Linked DNA regions of Rattus norvegicus: region 1 is linked to region 2. The links are chromatin contacts, called in public Hi-C maps. All regions are on one chromosome and are shown on one strand. The core of a region is the stretch at or near the end of the contact, and the rest is flanking DNA. Distances in the headings are between cores, read along the strand shown. Region 1 has its middle 30 kb from the start of Aoc1. Region 2 has its middle 24 kb from the start of Tmem176b.

What was found. Hi-C and Micro-C count contacts between places; a contact is called where the count stands out from the background.
Region 1: a Hi-C map of liver shows a contact between it and region 2, with 6 times the contacts expected there. The contact joins two enhancer-like sites. A contact is called at or near these places in 6 of 12 Hi-C or Micro-C datasets (frontal cortex, kidney, liver and 2 more).

Annotation. Positions count from the first base shown.
Region 1 is chr4:79,170,947-79,175,421 of GRCr8, forward strand. It overlaps the pseudogene Dab2ip-ps1. Among named protein-coding and RNA genes, the nearest start is that of Aoc1, 30 kb to the left of the region's middle. Within about 2 kb of position 1,300, at least 4 of the 93 cell types and tissues checked have an H3K27ac peak or open chromatin away from gene starts, as enhancers often do. A contact at or near this core is called in liver, where this site is marked.
Region 2 is chr4:79,079,167-79,083,628 of GRCr8, forward strand. No RefSeq gene overlaps it. Among named protein-coding and RNA genes, the nearest start is that of Tmem176b, 24 kb to the right of the region's middle. Within about 2 kb of position 3,190, at least 11 of the 93 cell types and tissues checked have an H3K27ac peak or open chromatin away from gene starts, as enhancers often do. A contact at or near this core is called in liver, where this site is marked.

The DNA.
Region 1 (4,475 bases), core at 50-2,549, 90 kb after region 2:
TTTTTAAAAATAGCTTAATAAATCTTTAATGGTTCTAATTGCAAGTGTACAGAAATTGCACAGCCACATAGAGTCTTCGGACACTAACAACGTCTCTGTACATTATTACAGGGTTAAAAGTCTCGGCAGAGGGAAGGGCTCTGGCTGACTCTGATGTTTGCCTTTTTCCTTTTTACATACTTACAAAAGGGGGTGCTAGGCACAGTGGGGTTGATGGTAACCTTGTGGCTAAGTATATAGAAAAGAGGGGCTGGTTCCCTAGACAGTCTGGCTCCCAGTCGTTAGGGTATGAGAGAGGAGTGTCCCTCGGGCAGGTGCTGGGGCACATGTGGAGCTCTGGCCCTGGTTCCCACCCCCACCCCTGGGCAGTCAGAAGTCTTCGCTCAGATGAAGTTTGGCAGTTTCCTTCACCCTAACATACGAGTTGAATAAAAAGTCTATGTTGGCAGGGGAGGGGCCCCTCACTCCTGCAGAGCCTGGGTGTCAGTGGCCAGGGCCTTCCCAGAGCAGGGCCTCTGGCAACACCAGCCCTTGCTGTGGCCAGAGCTCAGCCCCAAAGCTGTGGGGCAGGAGGATGCTCTACTGGCCCCATTGGGGCCTGTGCCCTCATCAACCTCCCACCCCAACAGCATGCTTGAAAGCCAACCAATGTCCCAGGCAGGGAAAAGACAGACAGACACCTAGACTGCAAAGCTCTTCGTCCTGCCCAGCACCCTTCTCTAGGCTGTATCAACAGTGAGAGCAGTGTCCTGGCCAGCCCTTGCAGCACCAGGACTAAAGGACTATGTACATCCCTTGGGTGAAATAGTTCCGTTACAGTCAAACACCAAGAACATTTACAAAAGTCGGCAGACTTGCAATTAAGATAAAAATCTGTGGAGAGTCTACAGTTTTACAGTGTTTGCACGAGGTAATAAGTCTCTTGGCCTGAGAGCCAACAACCCCGCCAGAGGGGCCATTGCATCTGGCCCTGCGCTCTCCTGTCCAGGCCTGGGGACTTCCCCATATTGCTAGGAGGCGCTCAGACAGAGGTCACTTTAAAGAGGCATGGGCGACAGTGTGGGTGGGAAGGAAAACAGGGCTCCCTGGACATTAGAAGGGCAAGACCCAGGCCAGGCCAGGCCCTGCCCGAGAGGCCACCCCTGCTGAAATGCACAGGGGCAGGGGTGTGGATAGGAGTGGGGCAGGAAGAGGCAGTGACAGGACCTCAGCCCCACCTCCTTCCTTCCTAAGGTCTCTGACCCTTGATGGCCACGCCCTCTCCCAGCACTGGTCTGCAGCCTAACTGGGTTATAGGTTACAGCTAAAAGTCCAGGGCATCTACCCTTTACCCTTGCCTGTCCGTGGACTGAGTTTGAGGTGCAGCAGAGCTAGGCCATACCTCCACCCTTTCTAGTGAGATCTCTAGGAGCACTGAGTGCAGCTTGCCTAGCCCCATTCTGCTGTCTGGGCAAAGGCTCCTGCCCTAGGTGACTCAGAACCGGAGCTTGGAATCTAGAGTGTGGGAACAGATGGGAACCCAAGAGAGACTCAAGCTCCTGCCCATCTCTGTTCCACAAAGGGGGAGGGAGGGTCAGATATGCTACAGAACAGCCTAGAGCTGGGGTAAGCCAGCCCCAGCTGTGGGGTGCGCCCCTCCCTGCCTGCAGTGCCTGGGTCCTTGACTGGGGCTGGGAGGGTGAGGAGAGGCGTCTGCACACATGGAGCCTGATGCAGGCTGCTGCTGTCTTGGAGAGGGAGCAACTCTAACATCCTCCAGGGTCGCTAGTTCCCATGCAGTGCGCACGCTCAATTTAAAAGACCCTGTGTTTCAGCAAGCGAGCAAGCGGGCTTTTGTTTCTAATGCATACTGCTGCTGATGCCCTTCATCTGGATGTCCTTGTCTTTCTGCTGCCGCCGCAGCCGCTCCTCGCCCTCCTCCAGCCGAGCCTGGTACTCGAGCACCAGCTTCTGCGTCGTCTCCTCCTGGCACTTGAACAGGGTCTGTACTCCTCCAGCTTCTTGGTGGAGATCCGCAGCTTGTCTTGCAGCACTGCCAGATCCTTTTCTGCTTGGCTGAGCTCCTCATTACTCCTTAGCCTATACCTTGGGGGGGGAGGTGTCGTGGGCCAAGACACTCGTCTTCTAACAACTGCGCGTTCATAGTCAAGAGCCAAGCGGCCGTGAGGTCCAGAGCATTGGGACTGACCAGTGAAGGGCCCTGCTTGTGCTAGGCGCGGGGCTTCAACTCCGGGCTGTCTCCCTCGGAAGAGGAGGACTGTTGCCGCAGCCGGGTGCCAGGGCCAGCCCAGTCAGGTGATGCTGATGCCAGGGTTCCACTTGAGGGTCGTGGGTATTGTAGGGTGCTCAGCATGGTAGGAGGTGTCCTGCCCGGGGGGTGGTGGTGGTGGTGGTGGTGGCGGTGACAGCGGGTCAATCCTCCCCTGGGGACCTGGGCTATTTTGCCTCGGCACTGTTGGCTGACCACCCTTCTCAGTCAGTGATATCTGACTCCGTGCCAGTTCACCAGGCCACCGTGCCAGCTCCTCAGCAGCAGTGCTAAAACTTCCTAGTTTGGCAGCGGCTGCCAGCTCTTCACTATTGCTGGGAGAGCTCAGGGAGCTGTGGCCCTCAGAGCCTGAGTCACCAAGGCCACGGGGTGACAGTGGCAGGCCAGCAGCCATCTGGTACACGGGATTCTGGAAGGAGAGTGGGGCCAACAACTGGGGCCGGCCTGGTGCACCCCTGGAGGTGCCTGGTGTGGTTGGTGTTGGCACTGCCCGCCGCACTATGGCCAATCCTGCCGGACTCACTGGGGCTGCCCGGGCTGGCCACCCAGTCACCAGCTGAGTTGCAGGTACCTGCCTGTCAGCAGGAAGGGCTTCGGGGCCCACTGGGGAACATGCCTCCCTGTCCAGTGTGCGGGCGTCCTAGAGGTCCACCATGGACAGGCTCTTGCTGCCATTGGCCATCTGCAGGTCAGGCTCGTTGGCTTCTGAGTAGCTTGAGCTGCGGGCAGGTGAAGGCTAGACCCCGGAGGACCTTGTGACAAAAAACAAGTCCTTGTTTTCGGGGGTTGGAGACGGTAACTGGGTGAAATCTATCAGACCAGAGAGATCATTCTCAATCACCATCTTCTGAAGCCCAGCTGAGACACTGCTGATGCCAGAGCCTGGGGTGGAGGCCAGGTCATTGGTGCCAGGGAGCTGCCCACTGCCTGGAGTACTCGGTGCTGTGTGGACATCCCTCAGGATACACGGCAGGGGTCCCAGCTTGGATACAATGCTCTGATCAAACTGGCTGACAGCTTCCCAGAGCAGAGAGTGTAAGCTAGAGAGCTTCCAGCCCAGGTCTATGTAGCCCTCGAAGCCTGCTGTGTTAGAAAGAGTCTCAGGGTTGGAGATCTCCAACAGGAAGGGCTGCATGTTGATCCACTCGTGCTCCAGGAACTGGTTCATGAATGACATGTATTCCTCTTTGCTGACAAACTTGGCAAAGTTGGCCAGGTTCTGGGTGACTTTGGCGATGAGTGTGAGGGTGCGAGCTGAAGCAGGTTGAAGAGCGAGAGAGCAACATGATGGCAGGGCACAGGAAGGGAAGGAAGAGGGAGGCGCTAATGAGTCGTTCACTGATATCAGGTTGCTCCTGCCCCATGAGGGAGATGTCACAGTAGATGTCACACTGTGAGGGAAGACACAGTAGGAGTGGATGATCTTGCAGAAGGCCAGCTCTCAACACATCTTGAGGTTGCCCTGGTGCTCGGGGAAGTCAATGGCTGAACACTTACTCGTGTCCACTTCCCAGTTTTCGTCTAACTCCTCTACAGAGCTTTGATGAACTCACCTAGTGTGTCCTGCAGGTACTTCTGGCCCACGAGTTTGAGGTATTCCTCGATGGCCTTGGTGGCCAATGTGTTTTCCCAGAAGATGAGGTGCTCATTGTACCCACAGCGGTCCACCTCTGACATCATCAGGTCTGTTAGAAAGTCCTTCACCTTTCCCGTGCTCTGCAGGATGTGCACCAGAGCCAACGCCATCTCCTCCTTGGTCTTGGCACTGAGGATGGGCTCAAGGGCCGCACACAGCCTCAGGTAGTGGTTAATGATGTGCTCAGCAAATTCCTTCTACATCTCCATAGGCAAGATGGTGATGGTCTGGTAGCGTGCCTTGATTTGGATCATGGGCCCAGGGCCTTTGCCACCCTTGGGATTGGGTGTCACTACTGGGTACCACTTCTCCACAAACTGCCGCCCAGCCACAGAGGCAGCAGGCAGGCTCACCAGGCCCAGGTAGCTCTTGCGTTCCTTTTTCTTCTTCTTGTCAGTTTCCCGGTACAGGTGGACAGTGACTGCGCAGGGGCGGCAGGTTATGGAGCTCAAAGTGCTCTCCCCAGAAGACATTGTCCGTCTTGAGCTTACCCGTGGTACGGGCATAGAGTACATCGTCCAGGCACAGTTCACACAGATACTTCTTGGCTGGCAGATCCTTGGCCTCAAT
Region 2 (4,462 bases), core at 1,940-4,439:
ACAGCATCCCCAGTGCTGTTTTTTTTTATAAGACATGCTATCTGTCAAGTAGACATTTTCAGCTATGGAGTGAGTCGGCCCAGGTGCTCCTTGGATATGCTCAACAGCAGACCAGCCTCTCTTCTCCACAACACTTTTCAAAGATGCTGCTGGAAAGTGGAATTCTAACATAACCGGTCTGACATTGGCACAGTTGGTCCCAAGAAATTCTGGGACCAAATCTAAAGGTGAGGACAGAGGGACTATTGAATCAATGGTGTGACCCCATTCCAACAGATGAAGACGAAGCTGGGAGATTACCTCACACCGTGTGAAACTCCAAGAAGCTGCTATTCCAGGACATGAGAGGCTGGAGCAGGGGGATCCTAAACTTCCAGTCTGAGTTACTGAGCAAGAGCCTGTAGGAAGGAGAGCAAAAGCAAGCAAACCACAAACAGAAGGTCCTCAGTCCGACAGGAAGGATTTAAATTCAGATCTATATAGAGTGAATTAGGTAATGAAAATCTTAAGACAAGATACAGCAGACTGTATCTAGGATCCAAGCATCAGGCTTACTTTCTTCACCAAGACCTGAGTCTATAAACTGTTTTTTTTTTTTTTTAAGAATACAAGGTTTTCATGTGCCAAAGACGTCAACGAAGTTGAAAACAAAAGAAAATAAAAAATATCTATATAAAAAAAATCTCACAACTTAACATGCAAAGCCTGTGTGGACTGTTGTCAGAGGCACCATAAATGGCCAATCCCAATTTCTAAAGCATCAAATGACGGCCAGTCATTCTTTGAAGGTTATCACATCTACTGCTGGCATGAATGAGTGCTGAGTGGGTAAGGAAGGGAGGGGCCCCTTTAATGCAGGCTCCGCTGAGACCATATTCCTTGGTGGGCTTTGACAAGGGCTCTCTGATCAAATTCACCCTGAGTTTAAATATTTACATCCTTCAATGCAGTCATATTACAGTGAGTCTGAGATGGACCCTTCACTGATATTTTATTTTAAAAGCCAAGAGATTTCCCCTATGTTCATTCTACATCAATGAGGAGTTGGCAGTGTCTTTTCTTTGCACTTCAGACTTATTTACTTGGAGCCCTTTGTCCCAGCCATTAGCACCTCTGGCTTCTTTGTTTGTGGTCCTGTTACTAAAGAAATAAAATAATCAAAGCGTGTAATGGGACGGTCAAATGGGTGCTGTTAAGAGATACCAGGGAAGGCCAAAGGGACACATTCCCTTATCTTAACTTTTTCTTTAGTGCTTCAAGTTACCATTAAGCTAAGGAGTATCTAGCTTGTGTGTTTCCTTTCCAAACTAGTCTATGCATGATGAGCAAATAAATAAAGTGTTTATATGTGGGGAATTGTACAGATTACAAAAAATGCAAACTGTTGCTCTGTAACATGTCTTAATATAGCAAATTAACTTACAAAGGTTTGGTCAATAAAAGGAACGGTGGAATTCAGAAATCACATTGGTACACAGATTGAATTTTCCCCTTTAATTTTTATCCGGAGATGCCACAAACCAGAGCGCGCTCTTCCATTTTCACCAGTAGGTGGCGCACTCGTACCACGTGTGTTGCCCACGTCCTCGGTTCTCTTTTGCGGCTTTTCTGTTTTGAAAGGGTTCCACCGAGGTTTCTCTGATCTGTTGTGGTTTTGGCTCCATAATTTAGTAGATTGCACGATTCCTTATAAGATCCATTTTCTATCAAGTTGAATTTATTTTTCTTCCAAAAAGTAAAAGTTATGATGCTGAGGGTGGTTAGAACTGGTCCTCATCCCACTTCCACCTTCCGGGTGCTGAGATTACAAGCCCGCACCATCGCACTGAGTTTGTTCCGCAGCCCTGAGGTTTTATTACACTGTTATCTTTCCTGTTTATACGGAACTAATTTATCACTTTCATTATCAAGTGATGTTTGGGTTTTGTTTTGGTTTTTGCTTTGAACTCTGTGTTCAGTGGCACAGATTCTCAACAAGACATGCTCATCTTGACATGACGTTTGCAGGGCGGTAAGGGTCTTCAACAGCGCAGATCTTTATCAGGAGTTACCACACACACACACACACACACACACACACACACACACACACACACACACCAGCTTTAACAAATAACATGTTACACACATTGCTCTGTGTCTGACTCTCATTTATAAACACTAAGTACAAAGATGCTTCTTTTTTCTCTCAACAGCTGCAAAGTGCAGAGAAGAGAGAACAGGTCAGATTTCAGACTTGATTCTGCTTCTCTTGAACTGCCGTTCAGTGAGACATTTGAGGCCTCAAGCAATAGTTCCCACATGGATATTGTCTAAGGAGTGGACTCCCCAGAAGTAGAATATATGATACCGAATTTTTAAGAAAAGTGGCCAAGGGGTTGGGGATTTAGCTCAGTGGTAGAGCGCTTGCCTAGGAAGCGCAAGGCCCTGGGTTTGGTCCTCAGCTCCGGATTAAAAAAAGAAAAGAAAAAAGAAGAAGAAGAAAAGTGGCCAATATAAACACTGGGTTAAGCAGGAGCCCTAATGCCAACAAAGTCATGCTAGAAGCCAAGCAAGGAGGCTGTGTGGAGCTCAGCGAAGACTCTGAAGCCTGGGTGTGATTCGCCAACCTTGAAATCAGTGAAGAGGGGCTTTGAGTTCACACCGTGGTCATAGGTGAACAGGACTGAGAAAGCCAACATCAATCAACCGGCTCTTACAGAGTTGTGCTCTCCAGGGAATCCAGGTCCTTCCCTGGAATAAGAAAGGCAGCACGAGGGAAGCACTCGAAGTTATCCTCAGGAAAGGCGCTGTTCCTTTACTGCTGATTTACTGACCTGGAGATGCAGCGGGTATCGCAGTGGCTGGCTTCCGGTTAATGACTACGCTGGCAGTAAATCTGAGGATTACTTGAAAGCAGACATCACGTGCCTGAAACAGGGCTCTCTGTCTGTCGCTTATACTTCATTGCTCCTTCAGGACATGGGTTTCAGCCATTGGATACTGGGTTTATGGAGAGTTTATGTGAAAAAATGAGTATCTTACAGTTGCTATAGAAGATGCTAGAGGGACACCAGCGGTTTAGGAAACAGATAATGAGACAAATCCATGGACATAAAATGAACATACATGGGTTTTCAGGAACAGCTGGTAAAGAGAGAAGTAAGGTGTTTCGAAGACAAAGGTCAGCCTCTCCCTGCTGCGCATGCTCTTTGGTAAAGGAAGTTACTGGGAGTAGGGTCAGAGAGGGAGGCTGTGCCTTGGGGTGTGGCTAGGGTTGAAAACAGTGAACACTGAGTTTACAGTTCTTGGAAGTAATATGTAAGAACACACAGGCAGGGCTTGAAGGGTTTCTAATGGACATTGAGAGGATCACAGAAGCAGACAGCAATCAGCTCTAACTTGAGTGGAGTGCGTAGCAACAGAAGCGAGAGCCATTTAGGAAGAATGCTGTGGTGCAGACAGAAGAAGGAAGGTGGGACGGTGCCACCGAGATGCAAATGGAGACGACGGAGCAGGCGTTTGAGATGAAAGTCCAAGGGCTGCAGGACCTGAAACAGCTTTGGCTTTGTCCTGAGTGGATGGGGAAGGAATTCGAAATTGCAGCACAGAGAATTAGAGAGGAAACATTGTCAGTTTGAGGAAGAGAAAGCTAACTGGGAAGTTCGACAATGTATTTTTAGAACGGACCTCTTGAGAAGAGCATGGCAAAAGAGAAGAGAGGCTAGATGCTTATTTGCGATTTATTTATTTGCGACAGTCTCTCTATGTAGCCCTGACTGGCTTGGAATTCACTCTGTAGACCAGGCTGGGCTTGAACTCAGACATCCTCCTGCCTCTGCCTCCAAATGCAGGGACTAAAGACATTATACCTCCCCATACCTTGCTACAAGATCTTTTAAACTTTATTGACTATGTACTAGCTGCCAAGATGCCAGTTTGGACATCAGTGTTTGTTGGATCCATTTGACCAGTTTGCACCAGTTTTATCCATAATGGTGGATTTAACAGTGTGAAAAAATATTTTTGTTATTATTGGTCTTGATGGGGATGGACTCTCTATGGTTCAGGGTACTTAAAAATTAACAGCCATAAGTACACATTCATATTCTCTTTCCCTTATTTAATAAAAAAGATGTATTCAGATCTACTTACTTACAAACATGTTCTAGTGGTTTGATTGTTTACAGAATATGTCCCCCTCCCTCCAAAAAAATAAAAAGGACGCTGGAAGGTTTCACTGAGGATAAGTTGCCAGAACATGATGCAAAACATGCGTCTCTGTGATAATTATAAACAAAGCTTCCACCAATGCCAATTTATAATAATGTACGCAGCCTAACACAGAAAACCCTTTGTGGAACAATTCTATTGTCTAAAAGAACATGTGGAAAAGAAAACTTACATGCTTATGGTGCATGCGAAGTTTTTTATAATAGTCTTTGTTTTGGAATATATATATATATATACACACACACACACA